Linked DNA regions of Sus scrofa: regions 2 and 3 are each linked to region 1. The links are chromatin contacts, called in public Hi-C and HiChIP or PLAC-seq maps. All regions are on one chromosome and are shown on one strand. The core of a region is the stretch at or near the end of the contact, and the rest is flanking DNA. Distances in the headings are between cores, read along the strand shown. Region 1 holds the start of LRRC39 (leucine-rich repeat-containing protein 39). Region 2 holds the start of SASS6 (spindle assembly abnormal protein 6 homolog). Region 3 holds the start of DBT (lipoamide acyltransferase component of branched-chain alpha-keto acid dehydrogenase complex, mitochondrial).

Region 1 (4,224 bases), core at 255-2,754:
TGCTGGCCTACACCACAGCCACAGCAGTGCCAGATCGGAGCTGCATCTGCGACCTACACCACAGCTCACGGCAATGCTGGATCCCTAACCCACTGAGCAAGACCAGGGATTGAACCTGCAACCTCATGGTTCCTAGTCGGATTTGTTTCCACTGCACCGCGATAAGAAGTCCTACAGGCAGAATTTAAACAGGAACAGATTTGCCAGGTCTTTCTGCCATCAAAAAACTTGGGATACTCATGCTGATAATTCAGTCCTCTGGGTATGTCACAGTCCAGCTACAATTTATTTGTTTATCAAATAATAAGACTTTTTTTTGTTTGTTTGTTTTTTTGCCTTTTCTAGAGCCACTCCCGCGGCATATGGAGATTCCCAGGCTAGGGGTCGAATAGGAGCCATAGCCGCTGGCCTACACCAGAGCCACAGCAACGCAGGATCCAAGCCACTTCTGTGACCCACACCACAGCTCACGGCAACACCAGATCCTTAACCCACTGAGCAAGGCCAGGGGTCAAACCCGCAACCTCATGGTTCCTAGTCAGATTCGTTAACCACTGCGCCACAACGGGAACTCCAATAAGACATTTTTTAAATGTCAAGAATCTACATGTAAATGCGTATGTTACTAAACCCATGTAACAATTCACATGCTATTCATTTCCCCATTTGTCATTACACTTGAGCCCTCAGTTTCCCCATAATAGTGACCGATGCCCCTTTGAGGGAAGCAAGTCAGTAGTGATGGATGTATTTCTACCTCCAACACAGGCTGGTGTTCTCTACCTTGGTTATTACTATAACAGGAAACCACGTAGCACAGCAGTAAGGTAAGCATGGCTATGACACGACTGGGGAGTCGGCTTCCCAGAGTCAAAAGAAAGCAAAAGAACTACGATCTCAGAAGAAATACTTCTTAACTTCCAGGGAAATTGACCTTCTGGAGGAAGACAACTACCTGAATGACTATGAACCCTCAAAGAGACTTTTAAACTCAATTCTAAGTTTAGTTGATAGTGCAGCAAATACAGACACAGTAGAGACATCAATAGCACTCTCTTTATGCCAAGAGTGGGAAAAGAAGGTTTTGAAAAATACTTACCATGGGCAGTGGATGCAGAAGCCGGCATCCCCCCAAATTAGTGATTATCAGCTAAGAGCGGACTTCGGGGAGTATTGTTTTCAGGGTGACTCCGAATGATTAAAATCCTCAGTCAGACTCTAACCAAGTGGAATGCAATGTCAGCCCAGTTCTAATTTTAGTCCATGGACAAAGCTGAGAATAGCAAAAAATCACATGGAGCTTCTGTGCGCAGGATCAACTGATATAATGTATGTGAGAGCATTCCGTACACGGCAAAATGCTGTGCTGCAGGTATTTTAAAACCCTCAGGCGTGACTATTTCTAAGCTCCCGAAAAATAATGTGACTTGCGGGGAGCCGAGAAGATGCAGGGACTCAAAAAAAGAATTTTGCCTAATGGCAAAGAAACCTGAAGGCAAGTTCCTAACCTAGGAAGGGAGCTCACCTGAACGGTACAAGCCGAAGGTGGGCTCCTGGCCAGGATGAAATTTATTATAAAAAATAGGACTTTTTCCTATTCATATCCAACTTAATTAATATATAGTGTTTATCTACTAACGAGCTACAGTAATCTTTAGAGTTAGGATTCTAATGAGGTTTATAGAAGTTAGACATATATTATTCTTGATCAAAAGAAACCCAGCTGTGAGTCTTGTCCTTGACTTTAGAAACTTTTAGTGGTAGCTAGCTAAGTTGATTTGTATTTTGTCATACTGTTTCCCTGCCAAGGACACTTTGAAGATATACACTAGTCTAAAAACAAGATTTGTAAATGCCAGATTTTTGTAACTTCTTCAGCTTGTGGGACTTGGCTGGCCATGAGATGGTTTGTGCTGAGTCTCTGCTTTCCCACATGATATGCTACACCTGTTTGTCCTTGAATTGTACTCATTAAATTTGGTTAAGTTGAAGATTTAAAATGTGATGTATTGTACTGTACCATGTGATAAAAAAACAAAGCCTAAGAGTTAACCAATGTACTTTTAACACTATGATGTAATCTGCAGTAAAAAACTGTCTATATAATCAACCACTTATGCTAATAAAATTTGAGCAGTCCAGCGCCCTAAAAGAAGGGACAAAGAGGCTGTCTCCGTATGTACATTCGCCTACGCTGTCCATCTCCAATCGGGATGTATACTCCCTGGCTGCCGGAGCTGCCTGGAGTCCATTTTTGCTGCTGTGGGCACCACAGAGATAGTATATTCAGGGGTTAGTTTTGGCAGCAAGTTTCCTGACCTTGTGGATGCAGCAGGTCCTGGGCCACCCTCAGCAGCCCCCTACATAGGCCATGAGATATGACTCCAGGAGCTGTGTTGTGCACTAATGGCCCTTCCTTAAACTTGCTGGGATGGGGGAGTTCCCATCATGGCTCGATGGTTAATGAACCCGACTATTATCCATGAGGACGTGTGTTCAATCCTTGGCCTCACTCAGTGGGTTAAGGATCTGGGTTAAGATTGCTCTGAGCTGTGGTGTAGGCTGCAAATGAGACTCAAATCCCGAGTTGCTGTGGTTGTGGAGTAGGCTGTCAGGTGCAGCTCCGATTTGACCCTAGCCAAGGATGCAGCCCTAAAAAGCCAAAGGGGAAAAAAAAAATTGTTAGGGAGAATTGTTCTTTGCATTAGAGAAACTGACACACTTTTTTCTTTTTTTTGGCTTTTTAGGGCTGCACCCATGGCATATACAGGTTCCCAGGCTAGGGGTCGAATCAGAGCTACAGCTGCTGGCCTGTGCCACAGCCACGGCCACTCGGGATCTAAGCTGCATCTGTGACCTACACTGCAGCTCTCAATAACGCCAGATCCCTAACTCATTGAGTGAGACCAGGGATCAAACCTGCATCCTCACAGTTACTAGTTGGGTGTTACCACTGAGCCATTCTCGGCACTCCCATGACACAGCTATTTTAAAAATTTCTTGTTACATTTTCAAAAATATGCATATTTCAAAAATACGCTATTTCTTCACCTACTAACTTCAGAATCACCTACTGTTACTCTGGAAGATGAGAATTCTGCAGTCTTAAACCACCCACTCATTATCCTATATTTCTCCTCCTCCTGTCTTCCCAATATATAGAGATTATATCACAATTTTTCTTAAATCAGTAGTATTATTATTTGTAAATATCATTCATAGATGAACCAAATAGTGGAAATGATTACTTTCCTTTTCTTGGGTATTTTCTGGTTTTTTTCTGAAGTGTTATTTTTTTTACTTGCTTAATTTTCTGTGTACCTATCACGAAATCTCCATATTCTTTATTTTTTTAACTTTGTGATGAAATCTCCATATTCTTAAATACATCAGCTCCCATTGTGTATCTCAGACAAGTAACTTAAACTTCCTATGCCTAAATTCTTTTTTTTTTTTTTTTTTTTTAAATGGCCAAGCTCACAGCACATGGAAGTTCCTGGGCCAGGGATCAAAGCTGTATCACAGGAGTTCCCATAGTGGCACAGTGGTTAATGAATCTGACTAGGAACCATGAGGTTGCAGGTTCGATCCCTGGTCTTGCTCAGTGAGTTAAGGATCCGGTGTTGCTGTGAGCTGTGGTGTAGGTTGCAGACACGGTTTGTATCCCAAGTTGCCGTGGCTCTGGCGTAGGCTGGCGGCTACAGCTCCGATTGGATCCCTAGCCTGGGAACCTCCATATGCCTCGGGGGCAGCCCTAGAAAAGGCAAAAAGACAAAACAAAACAAACAAACAAACAAAAAACAAAACTGTATCACAGGAGTTCCCTTTGTGGCTCAGTGGGTTAAGAATCCAACTAGCATCCATGAGGATGTGGGTTTAATCCCTGGCCTCACTCAGTGGGTTAAGGATCTGGCATCGTTGTGAACTGTGGTGTAGGTTACAGATGTGGTGTTACTGTGGCTATGGCACAAGCCAGCAGCTGTAGCCCTGATTCACCCCCTAGCCTGGGAACTTCCATATGCCATAGGTTTAGCCCTAAAAAAAAAAAAAAAAAAAAAAAAAAGACTGCATCCCAGTGGTAACCAAAGCCACTGCAGGGATAATGTCAGGTCCTTAACCCACTGAGCCACCAGGGAACTCCTGTGTCTCTGTTCTTTATTGGTAAAATGTAGATAAAAGTGAGAGCTTCTCATGGGCTTTTGTGAGGATGAAATGAGTTAATAA
Region 2 (4,405 bases), core at 1,567-4,066, 46 kb before region 1:
TATTACTTCATGTATTAATCACACTTTAAAAATACCTAATGTTTAGAGAATGCTCTTTGAGTTCCAGGCACTGTTTTAAACACTTCATATGTATGAATTGACTTCATGCTCATAATAACCGCAAAAGGCAGGTACTTTCATTTTCATCAATTTAAAGATGAGGCACAGGGAATTTAAGTAAGAAAAATTGTACATAACCAAACAGAAAGCGGTAGAACTGGAATTTAAACCCAGACAATCTGGCTCCAGAGCCTGAACTCTTAGCCTGTGCCATGCTGCCTCTCCAAAAAAGAAAAACCTTTCTGTTTTCCTTATTAAAGTGTGAGATCCTTGACGGCTAGAATGAAAACTTTTTTTGCTGCTGTTGTTGGAGGAAGGGAGCTTTATATCCTCAGCACCTAGGACAGCGCCTAATACACAGTAGGCATTCACAAACAAGTGTTGAACTGGATTGTTTAAAGAGCCTGGATTGTTTTTCCTGTAAGTCAAGGGCCACATGGTAAATATTTTAGGCTTTGCAGGCCATAAGGTCTCTGTTACATTTATTCATTTCTGCCCTTACAGCACAGAAGCAGCAATAGGTAATTCTTGAACAGATGAGAACAGCTGCATTTAACAGAGCTTTATCAGGTTTCCCGTTGCGGTGCAGTGGATTAAGGACCTGACATTGCCTCTATGAGGATGTGGGTTCGATTCCTGGCCTCACCCAATGGGTTAAAGACCTGGCATTGCTGTGGCTGTGGTGTAGGCCTCAGCTGCAGCTCCAATTCAACCCCTGGCTGGGGAACTTCCTTATGCTACAGATGCTACTGTAAAAATATAAAATAAAGCTTTACAAAAAAAGGCAGTGGGCCATTTGGTCCATGGGCTCTAATAGTGTGCTGACCCCTGCTGCAGGAGAAAGGAATACATGAAACCTTTCTAAGCAAGAGAAATGAAAAGGCTGAAATAGTGTTTTAAGGAGGTAACTGTGATGACAATGTAATGAGATGAAGAAGTGCTAGGAGTTTCAATATTGGAATCAGAAATTATGCCCCCCCAACATTTTATCTCTCTATAATCATTCCAGAACAGGGCTGTCCAACAGAGATACAATGAAGCCACCTATGTAATCTTTAACTTTTTAGAAGCCACATTTAAAAAATTAAAACGGATAAATTAATTTTAATATTTAACCCTATATATCCAAAATATTGCCTATATATGCAAAATGCAAAATACATGTTAAGATAATGATTTATAAATTCCATCAATATAAAAATGGAAACATTTTACATACCTTTTTTCTCATAGTAAGTTTTCAAAGTCCAACGTGCATTTTACTCATGCCACATCGGTTCCGATTAGCTCCATTTCAAATGTCCAATAAACATAGTGGCTCCCATATTGGGCAGCACAAAAGAATAACCAACTAGTCTACAAATCTCCATTTACAGCTGCTGGTTTTGGTACCATCTCCTCCCTGGCTTGCCAATTGATTCTGGACCTAATTCTGAACTACATACTAATTTCACATCACTGGCAGCTCAACAAATCAATGTCTTCATTTCTTTTAATGTCACATTTCCACACCACTTAGTTTTCACATATATTTTCACACCTGATCCTCATTAACAACCAACCATGTAGGTAGCCATGTTTTATCAGCTTTACTAATGAGGAAAATCAAGGTTCAGAGAGGAGCCAGCTGACACTGAGTGGTGCACTTGAGACAAAATTGAAATCTCCTGCCAAATCTCCCTACTTCGGCCTCAACAGCACCACCTCTTTAACCAAAGTTGTAACTTTTACATTTATCTGTGATACTGGCCTTTATTTCCACCCTCACCAGACTGTAAACTCCACCAACACAAGAACTCTCCTGATCACTGTATCCCCGGTGCCCAGGAAGAGTGTTCAACGTTTGTTGAATGACTAAATGAATATATGGTTTTCAACAATTGTTTTTCAATTTATTACACGTAATTTATTTTTAGTAACTATGACGAAAGAGAGGCAATACACCACAAATTTGTAGAGTTTTTTTTTTTTTTTTAAGTCTAACCTTGCATTTACTTCCAGTAGCGTTCAAAGGAGAGAGGGGGGAAAAAGGGCCGTGAGCCAAAGCCTGAATTCTAGTGCCCGCCCGCCGTGAACTCGTGAGCTCTCACGCAAATTACTTAATTTCTCTGAGCCAGACTTCTTATCCGTCAAAAAGAGAAATGGGCTATCATCTCCATGACAACATCCAGAGATAAGACTTAAAAAAAAACACACACAAAAACTGATGCGGGTCGGCGACCCATTCCTCACTCTTCCCTCCCCAGCAACGGCAGACTTTGAAACGACCACGAGGTCCCAGCCAGCTCTGTCTCCGCGGCCCGGGGAGATGGGCCGCACACCCAGCGCAGGCCGGGGCCCACCGGCCGGAGCCGCCATCTTTCCCCCTTGGCCCGACCCCTAACCGCCACCCGCGGGCACAGAGTAACGCGGCCCTCACCTCTCCTCGCAGTCTTTACATTTCACCTGCAACGGGACGAGTTGCTGGAACAGAATCTGGCTCATGCTGAACCCCTGCCCCGGCCGGTGTGCGGAAAAACCCAAACGGGCCGGCGGGTCAGCGGTACTAGCCTGAAAGGCCTCCGGGGCCTGTTTAAGTTTGGCGCTCGGCTTCCGCGGAAGAGGCGGGGAAAGTGAAGCAGAGACGATACGGAGGAGGTTTGGGCCTCGCCGGCCACCATCAGCTTCTTCCGGTTTTGTGACGGCTGGGCGGTCGTTCCGGGTACCCTCCTGCGTGGCGGGATCCGAGGCCGCCATATTTGTTAAGGGAAGGGAACCCGAGAGGCGCTAACAACTTTTCCTCTCTTCGCCGGATCGATGCTTGCTACCTGAAGTAAGCCCTGAATTATGGCGGCTTCTGCGCCGACACCGCATGGAACTGACTCTCCAGCAGAGGGGCGATGCGGTTACTATGTGGAAAAGAAGAAGCGGTTCTGCAGGATGGTGGTGGCAGCGGGGAAAAGGTTCTGTGGTGAACACGCTGGAGCGGCGGAGGTCTGGTATCGCCTTACCCTCTCGAGGGTCGGAAATAAGTTTCCTGGTCCGGCACTTTCCCTCTCTGACAGATTTCTGCTTCTGTCCCCTGGAGTTTCCAGCTTTTCCCGTGATAAACGCAGTCCTGGCCTCCCTAGGGAGCGATGATGAGCCGTAGTGAAGTGCAGTGTTGTCTTGTACTAAGTAAAGCGCCAGCAGTGACCCGTTTATCTTGATACCAACTCGTGGTAACGCTAGATTGTAGTTTTACCGCAGACTACCGCTTCTTGCGCTCCGCTCACTCTCCGCCTTCCTGATGGGAAGTGGTGGTTTAGAAAGAAGACAGATCCCAAGGTTTCACTCATTGTGTTTTCATTGTTTTGTGAACGATAATCACTTCTTGTGAATTATTGTGAGTCACTTCTTGTGAATTAGATGTACAGTCTTTTGAAAGCAACTAATAACTACTTTGCTGCAAAGGGGAAGGAAAGATTTAAAAACATGTAAGAATTGACTCAACACTGAGAACAGAAACTGTATGATTTTGTTCCATTAAACGTATGATTGTGATGTCGAACTATATATCTTTATGTATGTGTTTTTCTTTAGGAGATATATGATAGAAAATTTTAAAAACAGCAAGAGCAGAATGCTTATAGAAAGAGCATGTTTGATAGCTTTTAGAACAATTAAACCAAATAGACAAGCATCTGATTTCATGTCTTCTGAATGTCCGGTGTTATTTACATTTCTTTTCTTTGTGAGTCCGATGGTTTCTCCTGCTAGGCAATGTCTAATACAGATGCGCGTGCGCGCGCGCACACACACCCCCTCCAGCCCTGCCATCTGCTACTGTCCCTCATAGCCAAAGCTGTACTTCATGTGTTGATTTGACTGACATTTGCGTAGAGTGAAGTGTACTAAAACAAGCAGATTCTTGTTTTGGAATGTAAGTGACTTGTGACTTACAAGGACTCTTTGAAGTACACTCACTGTTGCCTTGGCTGGTTTTGAGGGGACCAGCAAACATCCCCTGATCGAAAAATGAGCTTTATGATTGGAGGAGGCCTTTGTCCTCACTCTAAGACCTTACACTTCACCGTGACCAGACGTCCAGAAGGTGACTGCAGATGCTGAGAGTAGTAGAATAGAAATAGGTCCTTACAGAGTGATTTGTATTCCTAGAAAGGAATAACATCATGTTATTAATCCCTTAAAGAAAGGTTGCAAAATACCAAGTGGAGACACGTTCCATGATTATGATTTGGTTTTCAATTTGGGGCATCCTACTGAATCTGTAATTTATTATGTAACTGAGTGGTATGTTTCCATCTTTTTTTCTTAAGTGTCATCTATAGCTGAGACCACTTGTACTCATTTCACCCAGTGGTTC
Region 3 (3,884 bases), core at 1,279-3,778, 55 kb after region 1:
AGACTGTTAGAGGATTAAGGCAAGTCTTTAAACCAGAGGAAATGCATGTGCAGAGGTTTGGAGTTCAGAGAGGGAGAGAACAGTCTGTGTTCAAGTAACTGAAATTGTTCAATATACTTCTGGTGTAGTTATTAGTGTGGGCTGATAGTAAAGCATCAGTGTCAGGGTTGAGCGGGTGAGTTTTAGCAAGGAATGAGGCCTGAGAGATTGGAAATTGCTCATAAATTGCTTCACAGTCATCTGAATTCTAAGGATTTTGCTGAAATCAGTTTTAAGCAAGGTAATGACATTCTCAAATGCATGTCTTACACCATAAGATCACTCTGGCAACACTATGGAGAATGAGTTGGCAAGGCACAAGATAAGAGGTAGAAGCCCAGTTTAGGAAGATCTAGGGATTATCTGTAATTGGAGACAGGGACTAGATTTTTTTTTTTTTTTTTGTCTTTTTGGGCCGCTCCCGCGGCATATGGAGGTTCCCAGGCTAGGGGTCGAATTGGAGCTGTAGCCACCGGCCTACACCACAGCCACAGCAACGTGGGATCCGAGCCGCGTCTGCAACCTACACCACAGCTCACGGCAACGCCGGATCATTAACCCACTGAGCAAGGGCAGGGACCGAACCCGCAACCTCATGGTTCCTAGTCGGATTCGTTAACCACTGCGCCACGACGGGAACTCCAGGGACTAGATTTTTGAGAGACTTCCAGGCTAGAATCAAGAGAACCAGGTTTGAGGGTTTAGTTACAGAGCCTAGGGTCTAATGCGGCTTGGAGGCCTTAGAGCAAACACTGTGAGATGGCTCAAGACTAGCCCTTCCAAGCTCCCCTGTAACACAGTTCTAGCCAGTGAGTCTCAGTGTTTCAACACTTTCTTTCTTTCTTTGAACACATAGTTATAGCAGCCGTCCCGTGATCCTGAGAGAAAGGCCAAATGAACTGATGAAATAAGAACCCTGATAAGGATGAACCATTTAATCAGTGCCAGGTGCCACCTGTCAGGTGTTTTGTATACACAGGTACTTAACACAGGTACTTATTTGTATACACATGTACATATTGATTGGGTTTATTACTTAATAGCTGACAAACACCTAATACACATTCAATTTGAAGATTTCCAGGAGAGTAAGACATATGATAGGTCTGGAGTAGAGCTGGCTCAGAGATGGGAACTTCAGGAATCATCAGCATATAAATGGCAACTTAAATCAAAGAACTGGATGAGGTAACCCAGGACGTGCATGAAATACAGACTGCCAAGTCAGAACCTTTAGAAACACCAATATTTACCAGTTAGGCAGGGAAAAAGGAGGAGGTTGGGATCAAGTGTTCAAAGATGTGGGAAGAGTAATATCGGGAAGTTGGTGTCAGAGAAAACAAGGATGAAGAGCTTTCAAAAGAAGGCAGGCTTTCTTCTGGTTACCTCCTACTTAGTTTTCACAAATTTCAAATCTCACAGTATTTTCTGGGCATTTGCCTCATCTTTTCGTGCTGTGCTGTAATTGCTTGTTTAATATCCTTCTCTCTCTGCCCTGTGCCAGACAGCACGGCTGTAATTAAACTGAGAGGGTAGAGTTCAGTCTAGTCTTATTCACATTTGCATCCCCAATTCCTAGCACTGTACCTGCTACATAGCAGGCTCTTGAAAGGTTTTGTAACGTCAGGGGTCGAACACTGTAGAAAAATCCAAAAGAGTGGACTCAGGACGATAAACGCTATGCAAATAGGACGAAACACTATGCTTACAGGGATGTTAACAGTTTCATCTCAGCAAAGGGAACTGTGTCAAAGGGGAGACAAGAAGGGGAAATAGTGATGAATGGTAACTCTGGTGATACAAAAGTTTGGAAAGATACCGGTGCAGATGTAGGAGGCAAGTATAAGCCCAAAGAACAAAGCTTGAACCTCTCCGCTGCTCAAGCAAGGACTTAAGGAGTTGTTTCCTTGCCCAGTCTCCTCCTCTGGACTGTAAATTCCTCGAGGGCAGGAGTCGTAATTACCAGCGTCCGGGACAAAGAGATGCTCAATAAATGCTGAATGAATATAGTATATCTCCGTACCTCCAGTGCCCGGTACCCAGAGGGTGCTCAGTGAATGGCTACTGGGCCAAAGTCGAGCTGGGCTTTGGGGTTCAGATGGAGCGGGAGGAAGACCGGGTTACCTCAGAAGCGCACGCAGGTAAGGAGAGAAACTGGGTCTCCAGCCAGGTTGGCTCGCCACCTTCGCTGCCCTTCGTTGTGCACACATCCCTCCACCTTTCCATCACGCGAGACCTGCACGCGAGGCACTCGGAGGACAAAGTTAACACACCTCCCCCAGGTGACGCCGGACAACCACATCTTCCCGACCTCAGATCTGCCCAACCTGCTTACCAGCCGCCCAGCATTGCGGCTCCAGGTCCTCAGCACACGCGCTGCAGCCATCTTACTCCGGAAATGACAACTGCTCCGGGGTTGGACGAGCTGCCCCGGCGGGGACCTATCCGGAGCCGGAAAACGCGCCTCCCCCAAGCCTCGGGTGGAGAGCGAAGGAACGAGCCTCCCACCCAAGAGCCAACCAGGGAGCGGGGCGGGGCTGAGAATAACCCCAGAGGGGGCGGGGCGCCCTGCGGAGAGGGAAAGAGCCTGGGGGAGGGGAGCCAAGTGGGGAGGAGGGCAGTGCAAATTTAATTTCCGTGACGCTTCTGAGTAAAGCACTGCTGTGTAAGTAATGTGCCCTCACGATCGTCTTTTCGGTCCAAGTAACGGAGGAAATAGAGTATGTTAAAGAAACATGAAGGGTATTCACCTGGAGAAATTTAGGTTGAAGTAAGATCTGCAGGATAAGTAGGAAGGAAAAAAAACAAAACAAAACAGAAACATTCCTTCAGCTTGTTAATATAACCACCTTGGTTACAGGAGACGGTACTGTACTCTGTAGCAAGGGTCTGTACCCATGGTGGAGTCAAGTCTATGCTGGAATACTTCCTAATGCCTGGCATTTCTCACTTCATTGAAAGTTCTTGGTTACTGAAATTGGCTTTTAGATTTTTTTTTCATGGAAGATGAACAAGACTACCAGGTTTGAGATAAACGTCATCGAGGTTACCTCTCCTTCTGGGATAATGCTGCACGATGTTGCTACCCAACACAGGCAATATACATCACAGACACAGTACCTGGATTTACCTGCCTCATGGAGAAATGCCGAATAGATGTCGGTGAAACCGATAAAGAAAAGATTAGCGCTTTAATTGTCAATCCTCCTCACAGCAACTAGGAAACTAATTGGTAGAAATGTCCAGGATGATACTTTTCTATTCTAGCCTCTTAAATAGGAATGAAAATCTGTACAGATGTCTAAAGAATTACAGAGGAAAAGGCCAGAACAAAGGAAAAATCATAAATCCTCAACACTGAAGATGAGTGGCTGTAAAACAAAATTTCATGTATTTCATAAATTCACTAATATTACTCAAAGTCAGACTTTTGCCTTATTTGCCTTTCAGTGTATTCTCTCTCTCTCTTCTGCTACTTTGATTTTTTTAACTTTCCAACAAAATATTTTATAGGTACTAAAAATATACTATATGCCTGTGTTTGTATAAAGAGGTAAAGTAGCTATGCCTTTGAACTGAATTATTTTTCTTCCCAAGGTCCCTATAACACCTTCTTCCTCTTTTTTTTTTTTTTTTCCCTTTTCTTTTCAGGGCCATACCTGTGCATATGGACGTTCCTGGGCTATGGGTCTGCAGCTGCCAGCCTACACCATAGCCACAGCAACGTGGGACCTGCACCGAAATTTGCAGTAACTCCAGATCCTTAACCCACTGAGTGAGGCCAGGGATCAAACCCGCACCATGTAGGGTTCTTAACCCATGGAGCCAAAACGGGGAATTCCCCA

The links. A called contact is a pair of places that touch in the nucleus more often than the background predicts. HiChIP or PLAC-seq counts read pairs in DNA pulled down with a chosen protein or histone mark.
Region 2: a contact with region 1 is called in an H3K27ac HiChIP or PLAC-seq map of skeletal muscle. The contact joins the promoter of SASS6 here to the promoter of LRRC39 in region 1. A contact is called at or near these places in 2 of 47 Hi-C or Micro-C datasets (epiblast stem cells and fetal liver) and 1 of 2 datasets of contacts at active chromatin or transcription factors (skeletal muscle).
Region 3: a contact with region 1 is called in a Hi-C map of psoas muscle, with 1.5 times the contacts expected there. The contact joins the promoter of DBT here to the promoter of LRRC39 in region 1. A contact is called at or near these places in 3 of 47 Hi-C or Micro-C datasets (heart right ventricle, psoas muscle and skeletal muscle) and 1 of 2 datasets of contacts at active chromatin or transcription factors (skeletal muscle).

What each region holds. Positions count from the first base shown.
Region 1 is chr4:117,936,884-117,941,107 of Sscrofa11.1, reverse strand. It overlaps LRRC39 (leucine-rich repeat-containing protein 39), which reads right to left and starts at 1,504. Exons shown (of 9, transcript XM_021090152.1): 1 at 1,100-1,504.
Region 2 is chr4:117,984,010-117,988,414 of Sscrofa11.1, reverse strand. SASS6 (spindle assembly abnormal protein 6 homolog) reads right to left here and starts at 2,816. Exons shown (of 17, transcript XM_021090148.1): 1 at 2,480-2,816. The coding sequence starts at 2,796. TRMT13 (tRNA:m(4)X modification enzyme TRM13 homolog) reads left to right here and starts at 2,782. Exons shown (of 10, transcript XR_002343574.1): 1 at 2,782-3,033.
Region 3 is chr4:117,883,301-117,887,184 of Sscrofa11.1, reverse strand. It overlaps DBT (lipoamide acyltransferase component of branched-chain alpha-keto acid dehydrogenase complex, mitochondrial), which reads right to left and starts at 2,528. Exons shown (of 11, transcript XM_003481505.4): 1 at 2,375-2,528. The coding sequence starts at 2,425.